Linked DNA regions of Sus scrofa: region 2 is linked to region 1. A link is a contact called in public HiChIP or PLAC-seq data. All regions are on one chromosome and are shown on one strand. The core of a region is the stretch at or near the end of the contact, and the rest is flanking DNA. Distances in the headings are between cores, read along the strand shown. Region 1 holds the start of RBMX2 (RNA binding motif protein, X-linked 2). Region 2 holds the start of ENOX2 (ecto-NOX disulfide-thiol exchanger 2).

Evidence for each region. HiChIP or PLAC-seq counts read pairs in DNA pulled down with a chosen protein or histone mark.
Region 2: a contact with region 1 is called in an H3K27ac HiChIP or PLAC-seq map of skeletal muscle, with 3 times the contacts expected there. The contact joins the promoter of ENOX2 here to the promoter of RBMX2 in region 1. A contact is called at or near these places in 2 of 47 Hi-C or Micro-C datasets (both in liver) and 2 of 2 datasets of contacts at active chromatin or transcription factors (alveolar macrophages and skeletal muscle).

The regions. Positions count from the first base shown.
Region 1 is chrX:106,878,091-106,882,816 of Sscrofa11.1, reverse strand. RBMX2 (RNA binding motif protein, X-linked 2) reads right to left here and starts at 1,905. Exons shown (of 6, transcript NM_001243671.1): 1 at 1,866-1,905; 2 at 1,556-1,671. The coding sequence starts at 1,870.
Region 2 is chrX:107,366,594-107,371,319 of Sscrofa11.1, reverse strand. ENOX2 (ecto-NOX disulfide-thiol exchanger 2) reads left to right here and starts at 2,876. Exons shown (of 15, transcript XM_021080170.1): 1 at 2,876-2,952; 2 at 4,064-4,123. It overlaps ARHGAP36 (rho GTPase-activating protein 36), which reads right to left and starts at 2,768. Exons shown (of 13, transcript XM_021080173.1): 1 at 2,496-2,768; 2 at 1,711-1,827. The coding sequence starts at 1,741.

The DNA of each region.
Region 1 (4,726 bases), core at 656-3,155:
TGGCCAACAAACACATGAAAAAATGCTCAACATCGCTGATTATAAGAGAAATGCAAATCAAAACTACCATGAGATATCACCTCACACCAGTCAGAATGGCCATCATTAATAAATCCACAAAGAACAAGTGCTGGAGGGGCTGTGGAGAAAAGGGAACCCTCCTGCACTGTTGGTGGGAATGTAAACTGGTACAGCCACTATGGAGAACAGTTTGGAGATACCTTAGAAATCTATACACAGACCTTCCATATGACCCCGCAATCCCACTCTTGGGCATCTATCCGGACAAAACTCTACTTAAAAGAGACACGTGCACCCACATGTTCATTGCAGCACTATTCACAATAGCCAGGACATGGAAACAACCCAAATGTCCATCGACAGATGATTGGATTTGGAAGATGTGGAATACTATGGAATACAATGGAATACTACTCAGCCATAAAAAAGAACGACATAACGCCATTTGCAGCAACATGGATGGAACTAGAGAATCTCATACTGAGTGAAATGAGCCAGAAAGACAAAGACAAATACCATATGATATCACTCATAACTGGAATCTAATATCCAGCACAAATGAACATCTCCTCAGAAAAGAAAACCATGGACTTGGAGAAGAGACTTGTGACTGCCTGATGGGAGGGGGAGGGAGTGGGAGGGATCGGGAGCTTGGGCTGATCAGACACAACTTAGAATAGATTTACAAGGAGATCCTGCTGAATAGCATTGAGAACTTTGTCTAGATACTCATGTTGCAAAAGAAGAAAGGGTGGGGGAAAAATGTAATTGTAATGTATACATGTAAGGATAACCTGATCCCCTTGCTGTACAGTGGGAAAAAAAAAATATTAACCCCACCTCACAATTGTTAAGGATTTCATAGGAAATAAATTCCCCTACGAATGTTTCCTTCTTCATCTGTAAAATGGGGATATTGGCACTTACCTCACAGAATTGTAATAAGAATGAAAATAAAACAATGGCTATAAAGTGCCTAGCACAATGTCTGTTGTAATAATCTCTTCGAATAAACTGTCAAATTACAGAATGTGACACAGTGAATATGGAAATGATGATGTGGCCATGGACGGGGAAATAAATTCTGCGTGAAGGGTAATGAAGGGAGAGGGAGTTGGCAGTAATACCGGATAGTGGCTGATACCAGGAGTTCTCAAACCCCACAGTTCTTGCTGTTCCACTTGCTAGCTATGCGACCTGAAGGAAGTCCATTAACTTTTCTGCATCTCAGTTTCCTTAGGTGTATAACTAGAGGACAAGAGGATGATAATAACAGTCTCTGAGAAACCAAACGGCACGATTCTTAGCACACTGAATGGCAGGCAGTACCTATCATGAACGCTGATTTGGCAGCGAGAGCAAACTAGAAATGAGCTAGAAAAGCGACCTGGAAAACGGATTTATAGGCCGACAGTGGAAGTAAATAAAAGTGGGTGATGAATGTCGGGAGGAATGATGGGCGGGAATGCTGAAATGTTAGGAGGCAGGCCAGGAGAGAATGAGAAGCCCTGCGGGAGAAAGATGTGGGCCTCACCTAGGAAGATCCAGGCGCTGTCCTTGTACTCGGAGTGCCAAGACACCTTCTCCGCCACCCCCAGCTGGACCTCACGCTCATTCAGCTCGTTGATCAGCTTCACTTTAGTTAAAGGGCTGCACAAGGGGCGGAAAAGCGGACAAGTAAGCGCGGCCTAGCCTGAGGTAAAGGAGAGCAAAACTGGGAGACTAATTTTCTAGTATCTGCGCCTCCCCCGCTCCTCAGCCTCACAAGTGCTCTACCACTCCAGCTTCAGTGAACTACCCCCGGCCGCCTGTCCCCTTTTCCCAAAAGGAACCTGAGGCCTTACTTCATCTCCGCGGGTTCGCCCTCAGCACCTAGGAAGCGACTTCCGGGAGAGGCTGCAAGACGCATGCGCGACCCGGCGCTGCGCGCCCATTGGTCTCAGCTGCGCGCTTACGCCGCGCCGGAAGAGCCGGGCCGCGCTGGGGCGTGGCGCCTGCGCACTACGTCAGTAAGCGGCTTCTCTTGTTCCGCCGATGTCGCTCTTTTTCTGTAGACCCTCGCTTCCACCGTGCTTGGAGTTGGACGAGGGTGCGAGCCTGGTTTGTTACAGGACTCCGAACTCCTAAACGATGCCTGGCATTTATTGGGTTAACTATAAATGTTTTTTGAAGGAAGACTTTGAGAGGTGCCTGATAACGGCGACTTGAGTCCCATCCTTCTCTTCCAGTGCAAATCCTCATTCTGTCCTTAACTCCCAGCCAATTACTCACACGCACACCGCCATGAAAGCATCCCTGTTCAGGAGTTACAGCAGAAATGTGAAAAAGCTGTGTGAGAGGGTAAATCTTTTTGTCTCAAATCGCACCGCATAGGCAACTGACCACTGTGCCTCCATAGGCTGAATTGAATACCCAGATTTGTGTGAATGCTGCTAACCGTTTTCCATAGTCTGTCTGCTACTCAAGCAGGAGGTAGGAATTGGTATTGTTAAATTAATAACTAACAGTTGAGCAGGTAATGATAGATTGTGTGCTAAGCAATTTACATGTATTGGCCCTCCTGTGAAGGCTTAGATACAATTATCCTCCCCGTTTCGTAGCAGAAACTGAGTTTAAAGGAGTTAAATAACTTGGATGGTACTCTGTCTCTATCCATCAGATCCACTTGATTTATCGGTCCTTACTGAGCATCTGTATTTGTCCTATACAGTAAGTCTGCAGATGGGAATGTAAGGTTGGGTTCTCTGCCTTCAAAGAGCTAATAATATCATTGAGGAGACAGGGCTTGATAGATTTGACTCCAGAAATAATCAGGAACCTGTAGAAGAGATGATGGCATGTAATGTGTGAATTAAGCCATTCTGAAGATTCAAATCCATCTTGCATGTGTCCACATCAATTCTGGCCTTAGACCATGCAAATTATGTCAAAGTCAAATTATGGGGCTGTATAGTTCTCTGTGTAGGCCTAGCTCACAGCCCCAGAAATTAAAAGCACTTTGATGATGGTGACAGTGACAACTGTACCCTCAATGGTTCACCATGTACCCAATGTCTTCCCAAGAAGCAGAACAGGCTGCCCACCAATGACAGTTTTTGTGTCTGTCCCCCTCCCCCACTTCCAACCCAGCTATTCATTAACTTTGTAGAATTACCTTGGCAATGAAAACTAAACAGTGACAGATTGCATACAGGTTTTATCTGCTCCTAGAAACCTTAGGTTGCTTAGTTGTAGGGTTGAAGTAGTCACTGCAAAGTGGTAAACTAGCATGCAGCATTATCTGGATGGATTCTTCAGGCTATTGTGAAATGAGAGAATTGGAGCAATACCTAGGCCTCGGTCATCAGAGTTCCTAGCAATTCTTACCCATTGGAAGTTTATCCATGGAGATGTCCCAGGCAAACTGGGACAGATTTCAGCTCTCCCAGCTTCTATTCCTTTCTCCACCAATAACATTCATTTACCACTCATTGTATGCAGAGCTCATTTCCAGGTTCTATGGGTAATGCTAAGGAAATTGAAGGCAGTCCCCACGTTTATGGAAAGGCTGAATATGTCTAGCCGAATTCATCTCTCCACTCCCCACCACTACATCCCAAAACAGCTTTCCCTCCTGACTTCCCTATTTCAGGCAACGTTATCACCATTTTCCTGGTTACCTGGCTTCAAAAACAGGGATGTCATGCTTCAGTCTTCCAAGTTCCTCACCCAAAGATATCTATCCAGTCACCAATTCCTGATAATTGTGCTGCTGTGGTATCTATAAAATACATCTCGTCTACCTGAAGTGCTATACTGAGTCACTGTCACATGCCTCCTAGCTCTTTCAGTGCCCTTCTAACTGCCCCAGCCCCTATTCTCCAGTCTTTTCTCCCGCTGCCCCCACCATGAAGCCTCAACTTCAGCCAGGCTCTACTGCTGTCCATCCCCTCAAGGCCCCCCTTCACTATCCAATCTAGACACCTCTTCTGAGAGAGCCCCATAACCCTGAACCACTCATCTCTCTCTGACTGAAACCTGCCCAAACTCCAAACTCCCATCAAGGCATCTCTCATTCAAGAAACCTTTCCTGGGAGTTCCCGTCGTGGCGCAGTGGTTAACGAATCCGACTAGGAACCATGAGGTGGCGGGTTCGGCCCCTGCCCTTGCTCAGCGGGTTAACGATCCGGCGTTGCCGTGAGCTGTGGTGTAGGTTGCAGACGCGGCTCGGATCCTGCGTTGCTGTGGCTCTGGCGTAGGCCGGCGGCTACAGCTCCAATTAGACCCCTAGCCTGGGAACCTCCACATGCCGCAAAAGCGGCCATAGAAAAGGCAAAAAGACCAAAAAAAAAAAAAAATTCAGGGTCCTCACAAGGTTCTTAACCCACTGAGCCACAACAGGAACTTCTTAAATGTATTTGTTTAAAAGATCTATTCCTTAAATGTAGGTTGCCTTGAGGAATAAAGGGAGTAAGAAATGGCACATTGTATTAACAGAGGCTCTCACCATCTCTTCCAAGGATATTAACCTGAATCCATGCATGGGCTTCAGGGAGTTCGTGAGGACTAGCTGTCATTTTGTTCCCTTCTTCCTCCACTGCCCAGGCCAAAGCAGCCGCTCTCCATACCTCAAGAAGCATAAATTTCAGATGACCTGCCTTTGAAAGCAGAATCCAGTTCCAGAGAAGAAAGGGAGAGAGTAAAGAAGAAATTGCTGGGGGAGAAG
Region 2 (4,726 bases), core at 1,627-4,126, 490 kb before region 1:
ATAGACCCACACTGACTTGTAAAGATAGCAACAGATCAACTAAACCTTAACCCAAGCTGACGACTGAAGCCAAACACATTCCTTACTATAAACCTGAACCCTCGCCATGCTTCAGCTGTATACAGGCTCTTAAGCCTTAACCTTGGCATACTAACTGATCTCTAAATCCAGCCACACTGATTTACCCTGGGCCATTATTTCACAAAATCATCTTCTTATACTCAAGCATTTTTTCCTTGGATATATTTCCAATGCAGCTGACGGCCTACACCACAGCCACAGCAACATGGGATCTGAGCAACGTCTGCAACCCACACCAAAGGACACGGCAACACCGGATCCTTAGCCCACTGAGCAAGGCCAGGGCTCGAACCCACATCCTCATGGATACCAGTCAGGTTTGTTACCACGGAGCCACAATAGGGACTCCCCTCAAGCATACTTTCTACCAACAATAGACCAAGGGTCCATATGTAAATGCATACATTCCAATAAGCTTTGTAGAAACACTGTCACTGCTATATATTTTAATTATTAATCTAATTTATTGATACGCTCCAAAGGGAAGGGATATGGCCTGGTCCACCCCCTCACCCCCAGCCCCCGACTCCTCTGCCCCTGATGTCTAGAATTGTGCCTGGAATGTTGTAGGTACTCAATACATATTTGTTGAATGGATAGATGGATAGTTTATTGTTACTCGTCTGTCCTCTTATTCGACGTTTCTGTGCAATATTTTAGCGAGTCTACTTTATTTTCTGTTGCTTCATCTATCAGTCTATCCCTTCTCAGTGTCCTTTGAAGCTACCTCTTCCTCTGCCTTCTACTTGACTATGGTTACTTCTAGGGTCCCATACTCCATCTTTGTCCTTTTAAATGTACTGTTCTAAATGCTCTCTATATGAAACTTAATTCATATTTTATTCAACTACCATTTATGATAGTTTGGTTCCAACCCCAGACCTCTCTCCCGTGCTTCAGACCTCCATTTCCCGACAGCATATCTAGTATCTCCACCCAGATGTTCCACAGACTCCTCAATGTCCCAAACTGAATTCCTCCTATCCCTCACAAAATGTGCTCCTCTTTCTGGGTTCCCTGTCTCAATGAATCGTACTACCATTCACCCTGCCACATCAGAACTTGGGGGTCTCAATGGGCGTACTCCTTTCCCTCCCTTTTCATATTCAAATTATCATCAAATCCAAGTGATCACATCATTTCCTCGCTTAAAATCCTTTAATGGTTCTTTACTGTTTTCAGGTTATATTTTGAACTCATTGGAATGGCCCCTATTCCTGCCTGATCCAGTTCTTGCAGTATGGAACTTTCTTGTTTGTTCCTCGCACTCTCTCGCATCCTTATTCTGCCGTATGGAATATAATTAACCTCCCTGCCCCAAATCTGACAAATATCTCACTGGTTCCTCAAAGCTCATCATTCAAGTATTACTTTCCCCAGAAGTGGGATGAGTTCTTCCTCTTCTATGGTCCTACAGAACCTTACAGAGAATTTTTTAGAGCACTTTGCATGTTGTATAGCCTCTCTCCCTTCTTAGATTGTGAGCTACTTGAGAGGAAGGATTACTTTCCAATTCTGTAGCAATTGTGCCTAACCCAGTGCCTTGCACAAAGCAGATTGCTGAATAAATTATTGAATCCATCTTATTCCTGTAATGTCACTTTTTAAAATTTTAGGCAATTACCTTACCAAAATGCAATTCCTCTTTCTTTCCCTTCATTCCATTTGTGAGTCAAAAAGTTGTCCTTATCAGTAAAACTGTAGTAACCCAACTGTAACGATCCATTCAGCTATAAGGATTCATCTCTAACAAAGAAAAGAAAAGTCAAAAGTTAGGAGTAAAATTTGCCCTAATAAACAACTATTTTCTTCAAATTTTTAATCACTTGAAAGTGTTCAGGTGTCCTCACATATTGCTCTATCCACCTCTTTAAACATATCTTTTTAATTAAAAAGATAGTTTATTAAAGAAATATAGTTATTTCTTATTATTCAAGTTGTCTATCTTTTCTAAACTGTTGTATTACACCAATGATTGTGCTCACTGTTCTTCACAGTAACAAAGTGGGTTCATTATGGGTTAAAGAGGTTTCTTCTGGGCTGACTTCAATCGCATTTCTATGCCTGTTGTGGGACCATTTCGAAGTTAAAAAGATGGTTCCTAGTTATAAAGTATACATTTTCCAGAAACTTTAAAGTGGTTCTAATGCAGATGGTTCACACAGAATATACCTCGACAATTTTAAAGTACCAGTTAAAATTCTAAGCTTATCAGGGCATAAATAACATTTTTTAAAAAGCTACTGAATCAAAACCCAACGAGAATTTCAAATCACGATATAAAGTGTTCCCCTCCAGCTTAACCAACAGTACAATCAATCTAGAACTTCCATCTGATCCCACAAGCACAACCCATACCCCAGGTAGGGAGAGTCTGTAAAACTGCATAATCCAAACTACAACATCCAGAATACCCTCCTCAAGCCGAAACTCTGGGGACAATAAGAACGGGGAAAAGGCGGCTGGCGGGGCGTGGTGGAGAAGCTTCGGGGGCCGGAAGGAGGGGAGAAGAGAAGGAATTGTGGGTATATAAAAAGAAATGTCTCGACTCCATCTCCCATAATCCTCCGTCTTGACTTGCGTCTCTCCGCCAATGTCAATATTGGATTCCGCCCTCCGTCCCCGCCCCGCAGGAAGAACAGCTTCTAGCGACCGCAAACTACATTTCCCATGAGGACAAGGGCTCGGGCCTCCGGCTTCCCTGGAAACAAGTAGCCAATAGGAGACGCCGCAGCGGTTGCGGCGTCGGTGAGAGTCGAGCCTGGGCCTGGGCGCCGGGCCCAAGCCGGCAGCGCCAGGTGGGAGTTCAGAAGACGGGCGCCCGGCGTGGGGCGCCGCGAGGGCACCGCCCGCCCGGAAGCTGCTGCACCGGTCCGATTTTCCGCGGTTCTATAAGGAGTAGCGCTTCAGTAGCCGGGGACCTGGAGGTCAGAGAGGCAGAAAGCCTGAGCGGCTGAGGCTGGGGACTGTGGGACTGTGGGACTGTGGGGGCCTAGGGAGGAGGGAGCTTCCGGGGCCGCAGGCCTCAGCTCTGACTCCGCCCAGCTCCGCCTCCACGGGGGAGGGGGTGTCGGGCCGGTAGTTCCTTTGGGGGCCTGGGAATGCCTTGCCAGTCCCGGGCATGACTTTATGTCAAGTTTTCACTTTCTGCCTCTTTGATAATGAGGTCAAGATCGTTGCCATCTCTTTATCGGCCCCTGCAGCCACTTCCCCTTCCCTGACCAAGTCTTTGGAGCGGAAAGGGTTTCCCCTCAATTTCCAGAAGGGATGGGGAGCAGAGGAGGGAAGACATCTCACTTTTGAGAAATATGTGTTTAAGGTTCAGTGCAGTGTTCTGGTGAGAATAAAAAGCAAGTTAGACCTTTTTTAAAAACCAAGCGCTTTAGGGCTTTCCAGCAAGCATTCATGTTGACAAACATTTAGGGGGCACACCAACTACAGAATAAAGTAGACTGTGCAAAACGAGACTGTATTTTGTTATTACAAACGCGTGTAAAAAGTGCCGAGGGGTTAGTGGAAGGGGATACTGATGGGGTTGGTGGTTGATCAATGGAAGGTCAAGCCTAATCCTGGAAGTGCTGAAGGCTTGAAACTCTCATCTAGTTTCCAGACCTATCCTGATAGGCTTTGGGAAGAAGTTGTATTTTAATTTGGGCTCCAAAGGAGTAAAGAGGATTTAAAATGGGCAAAGGCGGCAGGCAGGCGGGAGTGGGGGGGGGGGCGGGGGAGGAGAAACTGCTTCCTAATATCGGGGTTGAAATTGGAGAAGGGTCTATAGAAGAGGAAGCACTTGTATAATAGGTGGGCTTCCCTGACTAGAGTAAAACGTGTCAGCAGGGATAGATTGGGAAAGAAATCGTGTTGACAAGCTTGGGGTCATAGTAATAGGACACTTTAAGGCATCCACATAGTTTGGATAGTATTCTGTATCAAATTAAAAGCAAAAAATTAAGATTAGGTGATTTTTGTTTTTTCATCCTAGGGGAACCTGATTTGAGATCAATTCTTGGAGAACACAAAGGAGTATGGTGGTATGTTCCAGGTGTGAGTTTAATTTAAACCCAAGAAGGGCTTTGTTTTATAGACTGTTTTGTTTGTGGCTATTCTTAGCTACACTCTAGAGTGGTCATTTTTAAAGCCTAGTGATATAGATTTATTTTCTTAAAAAATGCATTTGCTGCCTAGTGCATCATATTACCTGAATTGTAGTCATTTCATTGGGCAACCATAATGTTGCTATTTCTTGAGCCCACAGAGTGTTCTAGGTGCTGTCTAACAAGCACTTTGTTGCATTATCTTAAGAGTCTTATGAAGTAGGTTCTATTTTTCCCATTTTTCTAGAAGAGGAAACTAAAATGTCAGCAAGTTTAACAACCTACCTAAAGTCACATAGATTGTAAGGAGTTGAGTTGGGATTTGAGTGTATGAATTTCTGACTCCAGAGCCTACGTTCTTTCCATCAGGGTTTTCTGGTGCTGCTCTTCACTTTGGTTCTTGACATTCCAGTTGTGGTAAGGACAGATTATTGTGAGGTGTGCTCGATCACCTTAGCAAAAACCCAAATGATTCACTTTTTAGTTTCTATGTCAGTATGTGTCTGTTGTAAAGTAGCTGCCAAAACCAAATTAGCTTAACTGTTATTGCA